Linked DNA regions of Gossypium hirsutum: region 1 is linked to region 2. The links are chromatin contacts, called in public Hi-C maps. All regions are on one chromosome and are shown on one strand. Each heading gives the region's core, a stretch centred on a gene start, on an enhancer-like site or on the middle of the called end of the contact. The rest is flanking DNA. Distances are from core to core; before and after follow the strand shown.

Evidence for each region. Hi-C and Micro-C count contacts between places; a contact is called where the count stands out from the background.
Region 1: a contact with region 2 is called in a Hi-C map of hypocotyl, with 2.9 times the contacts expected there. The contact joins the promoter of LOC107886788 here to the enhancer-like site in region 2. A contact is called at or near these places in 8 of 34 Hi-C or Micro-C datasets (callus, hypocotyl, leaf and 1 more).

Annotation. Positions count from the first base shown.
Region 1 is chrA03:105,441,172-105,445,596 of Gossypium_hirsutum_v2.1, forward strand. LOC107886788 (protein TPX2) reads left to right here and starts at 1,620. Exons shown (of 20, transcript XM_016810851.2): 1 at 1,620-1,987; 2 at 2,429-2,514; 3 at 2,594-2,797; 4 at 2,878-2,936; 5 at 3,043-3,325; 6 at 3,428-3,541; 7 at 3,629-3,736; 8 at 3,826-3,978; 9 at 4,138-4,200; 10 at 4,285-4,365. The coding sequence starts at 1,834.
Region 2 is chrA03:105,404,197-105,408,716 of Gossypium_hirsutum_v2.1, forward strand. No RefSeq gene overlaps it. Among protein-coding and RNA genes, the nearest start is that of LOC107886790, 17 kb to the right of the region's middle. Within about 2 kb of position 2,640, at least 9 of the 9 cell types and tissues checked have an H3K27ac peak or open chromatin away from gene starts, as enhancers often do. A contact at or near this core is called in hypocotyl and leaf, where this site is marked.

The sequences.
Region 1 (4,425 bases), core at 370-2,869, 36 kb after region 2:
CCTTCGTGAGTAAGGTAAAAAAATCAAGTTGGCTTAAATCCAACTAAGTGCCATATTTTAAATTAATAACATATTATTTAATTAAATTCCTCTAAAAAAATAACAATTTTTTGAACTATTAAAAAATTGTTTTGAATTTTTTCTTATCTTAAAAATATATAAAGAGTTAATTTTCGAGTAGAGAAAACTATGCAATGTGAAATCTTTCATGAAATAAAAACCTTAAAAAGCTTTTCTTCACCTTATTTCTTTCCGACTTGGACATGTTATCAATAACTTCCAAACGTAGGTAGTCTAACGACCAAAGTCCTAGAAAATCTAGTTCAAAAATTGATAATATAAGCTAAACTGAATCAAGGGACATACCTTTGTCAGTTCTATGTCCCATGGAGATGTAAAACTTCATCTCTCTAATCAATCTATTCCATGCTCATTTCTTTTTGAATCATTTGACATATATATATATATTTATATTTTTTATTTATAATACGACCAAATTTGAAGAATATGTTAATTTTTATAATTAGGCCAAAACGTCCTAAAGGCCTAATTAAAAAAATAGTATATTCATCAAATTTAGCCTTATAATACATATATTTTGGTTTTTTATTTATAATTTCTTTATGATTTTTAGATTTTTAAATTATTTTTATAAATTTCATCAAAAAATAATTTTAAAATATTTTTCCTTTTTAAACTTTTAGAATTAGAACTAAAATGACAAATTATTCTAAATGTTAAGGACTAAATTTATAGAATTTTTTCAAATTAGAATTAAAATGACTAATTTTATAAATATGCAGAGCTAAATTTGTTTTAAAAGTTGGATAATTTGGTAATTTTTCAATAGAGTTATTAGTGATATCAATTCAATTAAAAAAGTTAAATAATAGAACCCTATTTTATGACCTAATGGTCAAGGATATTCATCGTCCCAGGTGTGATCTGAGTTCGAATCACGTTAGTTGCATTAGTTGTTCTGGTTTTACTCTATTATTGTAATTCAAAAAAAAAGTTAAATAATAATATAAATATATTAAAAAATATATGTATAATAGAAAATCCATTGCAAGGCTTAAAACACTAGTTAATTAAACAAAAGAAAATCTTTCCTCCACTAAATTAATTAAGACTTATTTTTGGGAAGGTTTAATGGACTTGGACAAACACTAACCTTTTAACTTTTAAACCCCAAATTTAACTTAACTTGACCCATTTTGATTTTTTTTCCCAATGGAAACTCATTTTTAAACTTTATAATTTATTATTTTTTCAAAATATATATTATATTTTTAATAATATAATAAGTAAATATATAACGCTATAATATAAATATTAAATATATATTTAAAATTTTTAATAAAAGTATATATAATTATTAAATATAAAATACTAAATGGATTTAGATTAAGTATTTATAAATTTTGATTGAAGGAGTCAATGTACTTTAACTGACCCTCGTACAAGTGTAGGGACAAAATGAAGTAAATTTTGTTACGGAACCAAAACGGCACACTTTATACAGGTCAGGACTCAGGAGAGCGTGGGAAATAGCCGTTAGAAAGGCACCTCATCTCTTACTCACCAAATTGACACAAATTTGACCGTTACAACACCTTCCCCAAATTAAAAAAAAAAAAAACAAAAAACAAAAAATCGACCGTTGCAGTTCCTCATGTTTAACTCCAATCTGCAATCATCCGCACTTATTGCCAGTAATGCGGATCTTCTAAGAATCTAAGAAGGAAGCGAAATATCTAGAGACTTTCCGATAATAACTCGCTCCCGACCCCCTTAAACCCTGGAAGATTGAATCTCTCTGTTTTGCATCTGATGGATGACTCGAGTGAGGCAACGGCAAGGATGATCGACGAGATATACGAGTTCTCAGCGCCGCGTTTCTTTGATTTCATCAAAGGAGAGTCGGAAGAAGAAACGCGTGAAGCCGAGCTCTGGTTTGAAACCGCCTTAAGCTACGCCCCTTCTCGTATGTTCTTTCTCTTTCTCCTTCCTGTTTCTTTCTTATTTTGTGAATCAACTGATCCTCACTCTTTAAAGATTGTATTCTTTGAATCATTATTTTCTCTGTAACTGATTCATTTTGGTAGATGGCTCTTAATTTTCTTGGAGTTTTGTCTAGATAGATTTTAATTGTTAATAGACTCCTAGGTTTGATCCACTAATCCTTTGTGTCTCTGTTTACTTAGATTTGATAGGAAAAGGAATATACATTAATTATCCTTAAAACTGCCTTTGTTCTACTCAAAATTATTGGAATGAATTTAGGATAATGGAATTGGTTAATTCTCATTTGAACTGTAAATCAAATCAAGTTACATTTTGGTCCCATATTTTCCGTAATCAAGCCAACCTTTTGCTTTTATCTTATGGAGATTTCATTTCTTTTTGGTTTTTCCCCATAATGCAGCTTGTATGGTTAAAATTAAGGCCCATAATCGATCCGTTCATGTTGAGAGTCTCTGCAATTTCAGTGAAGAAGATCAAATTCAAAAGGTGGGAATTTCTTTAAATATCTTCTAAAGCAATTTCTCTCATTTTGAATTTGGTCATTATGAATATAATTTTGCTGCAGGCCTCGGAAGCTTCAGATGAAGCAGTTCCTAATCCCAATGGCGCAGAAGACAAGCCTCAAACCGAGCCTGATAAAGTAAAGGAAGCAGCTCCTAATCCTAATGGCTTAGAGGACAAGCCTCAAACTGTGCTTGTACCGGATAAAGTAAAAGAAGAAGTCAAACCCTCTGAGGCAAATGTTGAAAACAATCAAATTGTCAATGAGGTGATTAGTGGACTTATTTTCATCCGTTCTTGTTATTGATTAATTCTTCTGTTTTCTCATGATTTTAAACTGTATTTCAGAGTCCTAATCATAAAGGTAAGGAGCAAGTAGAGATTCTATGTGCTCAAGAGAAAGAAAGGTTTGTTCTTTGGGTTTTGAAAATTTTGTAAATAGTATCTGAGTTCTATTATGAATACTTTGGTTCTTATCCTTGTATATTTGCTTCCTTTCTGTTAAATATTCAGTGTCCTGACTGAAAAAGGACGTTCAAATGTAACTGGTGACAAGGAGAAAGCCGAATCTTCTGTGCAAGTAGAAACCGAAGCTTGCACTCCTAAACCATTGATGAATTCTCAGAAAAAACTGGTGAGTGACAAGAAGCACCAGACAGCTAAAAAGATAGCTAGTATGATAAGGAATCCATCATCAGTGTTGAAGCCGAAAAAAGGCAGTGCTGGAACTCCTAATTTGGCTCTAGAGAACCAAGCCATTAAACGTCAGAAACTAGATGGAGGGAGGTCTAGACAGGTGCTTATGTTCTCTTGCTTTTGGCATGTTAAGTTTTTAGCTACTGTTCTTTTGTAACTTATATCTGACGTTGTCTCTTCGTTGCTTCCCTCTATACTCTAGATCCTAAACGTAAAATCCCACCACTTGCCCCACAAGTCGAAACTCGGTCTTATCAGTGGTAGTTCCAACTTGTGCTCTTCTACGGATAAAACTTCTAACAAATTGGAAAGAAAGGTTTGATTGATGTTAATCTGCGCATCCTTCCTTGCATATTTTCACTAAGAACTGTGAACCAATATTAAAAGTTTGTTTCCCTTGAAGGTTTATGTTCGAGAACCAGCAGCACCATTCGTCTCAATGGCCGAAATGATGAAGAAATTCCAATCGAGTACCAGAGATTTATCACTTCCTAACAGTTTTCCTTCAAATGTAAATAATTGAATCACATAACTTCTTGTGTTCTTTGTTCTTTCACAAAATTGCTTCCAATTCATCAAGATCATGCTACTCCTGTGCAGATTAAGCCTACGCTCAAATTGACAAGGCCAAAAGAACCTGCATTTGAAACAGCTCAGAGAGTGCGCTCTGTTAAAGTAAAGAGCACCGCGGAGCTTGAGGAAGAAATGATGGCTAAAATTCCAAAATTCAAAGCTAGACCACTAAATAAGAAGGTGTCTTACTAATGCTTATAAGTTATACCATCTATGAATCCCAGCTTTTATCTGGTTTTTTGCACCAAACTGATCTTCCATTGTTCTTACTGTTTAAGATTATTTCGCCCCAGTAAGTTTCTAATTGAATTTGTATCCCGTTTTCTTTCACTGGAGCAGATTTTTGAAGCTCAAACGATACCTGTATTACCAAGAAGTGCTCCAAAGCCTCCAGAATTTCAGGTAAATTATCCTTGGGATACCGGTGGGAGATGAAAAGGAAGATATTCCTTGCAATCAGACTAAAAATTTTTCCTCGATTTTCAGGAATTTCATTTAGAGACAATGACTAGAGCCAATAAGAACGCAGAGACATCTTCAATAGCTTCAACAGAAGTTTCTCGTCAGGTTGGAGAACCGAATCCTATTTTTGATTCATAGGATATACTTTTGGAACCTTGAACAGCT
Region 2 (4,520 bases), core at 1,390-3,889:
TTTGATAAGTTACTCAAACACATGCATTTGTTCAAATAAATCGATCATATACATCATGGAATTATCTATTAATCATAGATAAGCTCATTTCACCATGTACACATTTCATGAATCCTCATTCGTACCTTTCCAAGTTTCAGTTCGTCATGACTATACGTTACTTGAATATTTTAGCATCACATTCAACATGGTCGGTGTATCTCAGTTGGAGAGTACCTTTGTCTAAACTCTCATACGCTTTAGGAGACATCACACTATCACGGATCGGTGGCATGTATAGTTGGACTTTTACACATGCTAGGTTAGTTTGAGAACCGACTAAACCATAGCTCTGATACCATTAAATGTAACACCCCTCACTCGTATCTAACGTCGGGACAGGGTTCGAAGCGTTAACAGACTTAAACATTCACAACAACACATAACATATTACCAACCATGCATGGTAAACAAGCATATGTACATCATCAATATCAAACATAACATAAATAGCTAGATTTATAAGTCAGAATCATTAGCTCACTAAAGACCAATATATTTGGCCAAATTATAATAACACATGTTATAAAACTAGGTCCCTATACATGCCACTCACTTGATAATTCTAGCATATGTGTTTATACTATCAAGGTGTTGGCTTGATAGTGTGATGCTGCCTCCGACGATCTCCAACCCTGAGCTAACCTGACAACACTAAAAGAAATGGAAAGGAGGGGGTAAGCTTTACGCTTAGTAAGCTCACATGAAATAATAATAAGCAATTTACTAATATGCTTTCCATAGTAAAACTAACACAATTGTACATTTACACATGTTCTGGTTAAGCTGCTTTCTTGAGTCACAGTCACTAAATCATTTATATCTGGAGTTACAGAACTCCAAATTAAGATCCGTAAATTTTCTCAGAAACTAGACTCATATATTTCCACCATAAAATTTTCAGAATTTTTTGTCCATCCAATAAATACAGTTTATTATTCAAATTCTCCCCTGTTTTGCTATTTGTCAGCTTCGACCTTTCTTCACTAAAATTTATTTATCTCATAGTACGAGACTCGGATAATGTTAACGTTTGTTTCTATTAAAATTAGACTCATCAAAGATTCTAAGCATATAAATTATAACCCATAATTATTTTTCTACAATTTTTAACAATTTTTCCAAGTCAGAACAGGGGATCTCGAATTCATTCTAACACTGTCTCACAAAAATTAGAATATCACATAATATACAACTCTTTTGCTCCCCTTATTTCTTTTATATGAAAATAGACTCATTAAGTTTTAATTTCATAATTTATTTGAGATTATTCAACTTACACAGTTTTTGGTGAATTTTCAAAGTCACACAACTGCTGTTGTCCAACATTATTTTACTACTAAAATTCACTTACATAATTTCACTTAATCCATTTTGTCTTATCGAAGTTCACTCAAATATCGAGCATATTGCTTAAAATTTTCTTAAACATATACCTGCACTTATTCATCATATAATCATGTTCACATGTATTTTTACTTAATGGATTTTCTTGTTGAACTCTTCGGAATAATAACTGATACTCAGTTGCCTACACATATTTTCACACTTGTAGAAGAAATCTAAGATGAGAGGAAGAAAAAAGAAAAAAGAAAAAAGTTATAAAATAAAAAAGAGGATATATAAAGAGAAAATAAGATTTTTTTTTTGTCTTTTTGTAATATGGTAATTTTTAATTGTGTATTTTTTATAAATAAACTTAACGGATTGATTAATGGTTGAACTACCAAATGTATTAATTTAGAGAAAAAATAGTTTAGAAACCTTTTGTAACAAAAAAATAGTTTTAAAACAACTTGTGAGGTACTAAAAAAAACTAATTTAGATACCAATTTATAAATTAAGTTTTTTAATATATATTCAACGATTTAACTAATTTCAAAATAAATTAAATATCACGTGTAACTAAAAAGAATTAAATATTAAGATAGTAAAAATAATACTATGTAAGCACCAATTTATGGGTTAAGCAATTATTTAGGCTTAACCATTCTATTTGGGCTTGTAGTGTGCTTCTTTGAGCTTGGATTATCTTAGGAGGCCATGTATAACATCGAGTAAATCAAATTGGTTAAACAAAATTAATATAATGATCCAATATAATCGAAATGCATCCATCTTTTAGGTTCCTTCTCCACCTGCGTTTTCCCATCATTCCTTCATTTTCGGTTGGCAAACATTTCATTCCATAAAGGATAAGCTGAAAAAAGATTTAGAACCCCCCCAAGAAAAACAAAAAATGAGGAATGGAGGAGAAGAGTGAAAGGGCGGCCAAGATGATTATGCCCAAAATCTACCATCACCTCCATGCATGCTCCTACCAAGAGACTATGACCATTCCTCATTGAAGGGCAAGGAGCCATGACCATCAAAAGCGACTAAGGCCTCAACTACCAAACAAAGCAGAGCTGGTGTGGTGGGTCCAAAGCCTAGCGCGATTCAACGGGTAGGAAACCAAGCAACGAAAGCGTCTGACAGTGCGCATGAAGCTAAGCCTGAGAGAGAACCAAAAAAAAAAAAACAAGTAGCAAGCTAGATAGAGGAGCCACTCTAGAAGCAAAACTGTGAAGAAACCCATTTGGTGGAAGGGGATCTACCTGCCCAAAACACGACGGCTGGAGGCCAAAGAAAAAGATAGGAGCGGTGTTATTGTGCTAGGACGTGAGAGAAAAAGCCCAACTGCAGTAGTCGACACAAAGGCCAGCTGCACTAGCAGTGAAAAAAATGTTCTCTTGTACAAAGGATTAAGGCCTAATTTTTTCCGTTACTTGGGCATAAGGATCCAAGTAAATGCATATACTACAATACAACCATGTGGTGTTGCAAACGAGTATTATAATCAAGACCGCAAAACAATTTTAAAATCCATAAACAAGGAAAATAATTCCATTCTGCTATAGTCTCAGAGAGGATTCTACAATTGTCGCTTAGTGTTGCCTTAACTAGTCTAGAATTAGCATTTATATACAAGTTTTATAATTCCTGCATTGTTATATTTTCAGAATTTTAATATTATTTTATATTAATTTATGATTTATTATATACACAAACAAATTAAGGATAGGCAATGGCCTGTTTGGTTCCCTATACTAGAAAAAAGCAGGGATTGGATAGTTACTAAGTGAGAATGGAATAACTAGATAATATATTTTATATAATTCGATTGGTTGAATGGAATAAACATGTTACAATATTACATTGTTTGGTTGACATGAATAACATTTTGGAATAGATGAGGAATATATTAAAATGACAAAATGTGTAATAGAATTCAAGTTCAAGTGCTAATCTAGATAAAAAAAATCAACTACTAACTTAAGAAAAGTTGTCAAGTTTAGGGGGACAAATATTGCTTTATCTCTAGACACTTTTAATTTACTCAAAACTTGACATGTATGGTCTACATGAATGGAGCATAAAATATGATAGTGTAATTGTTAAAATATTAATCATAATTTTTTTTAAATGTCTAAATCTTCTTCTTTTTTTCAATTTACACTAGCATAAGTACATCATTCATATATTTCATGATTTATTAAATGCAAACAACAGTGTCAATCAGTGTATCAAATTCTGTCAATGAGAGTATATAATTCTATGCATGATCAATGAACCAGATGATGTCATATCATTAAAAATAAAGTTTAATAGTCACAAGATGTGGAATGGTATTAGTTCACCTCGTCCCTTAAACATGTTGCCAGAGGTTCAATTCCCGCTCATACAGTGGCGAAGCCTAAAATTTGTTTTGGGACAGAATTAAATTGTATATTTTTACAATAGTAAAAATGTAATTTCATCATTTTAATAGTTTATATCTTTATAATTTTAAAAGAGTTAAATCAAATTTTTATTATTTTTGGAAGGCTAAAGTGTAATTTTGTCATTACTAATTTAAAATTTTATAAATTATAAAGAGCTTAAATTGAAATTTTATTATTTTAGGGGGCCATGGCCTCCTAGCTCTCCACTATGCTCCGCCACTGCGTTCATATGAATGGAACATATTTCACAATCAATCGTTTATCTCTTTGGAGAGCTTCAATGTCAAGAGGATTAACCACTATTGCTAAGAATTGATATCTTAATTTCAATTAGAAAAATAAAGTCTAATGATTAACAAATATTAGATATAATGATAAGGTACATTACATCATTTACTCTTTTTTTTATGACTCGTTGAAAGGTTTGGTATGTTAGAAATCAAGTTCTACTATGCTAATTTGCAGCCTTCTTTTCCATGTTCCAATTTGGACTTCGATACTATGCACTGCTGCCTGGAGGGTGTACTGGGAGTGAGGATGTTGCAATTCTTGAGGCCAAGGCAGGATTGATGGGGTTGCAATGGCTTTATGACCTAAATTTTAGAAGAGCGGAGGTGGAAAGTGATTTGTCTTCTAGTGACTAGGTAGTATTGAGATTAGGGAACTTGATTACTGATGTTCGGTCTCTCTTTTTCTTTTCTGGAATTTTATGTCATT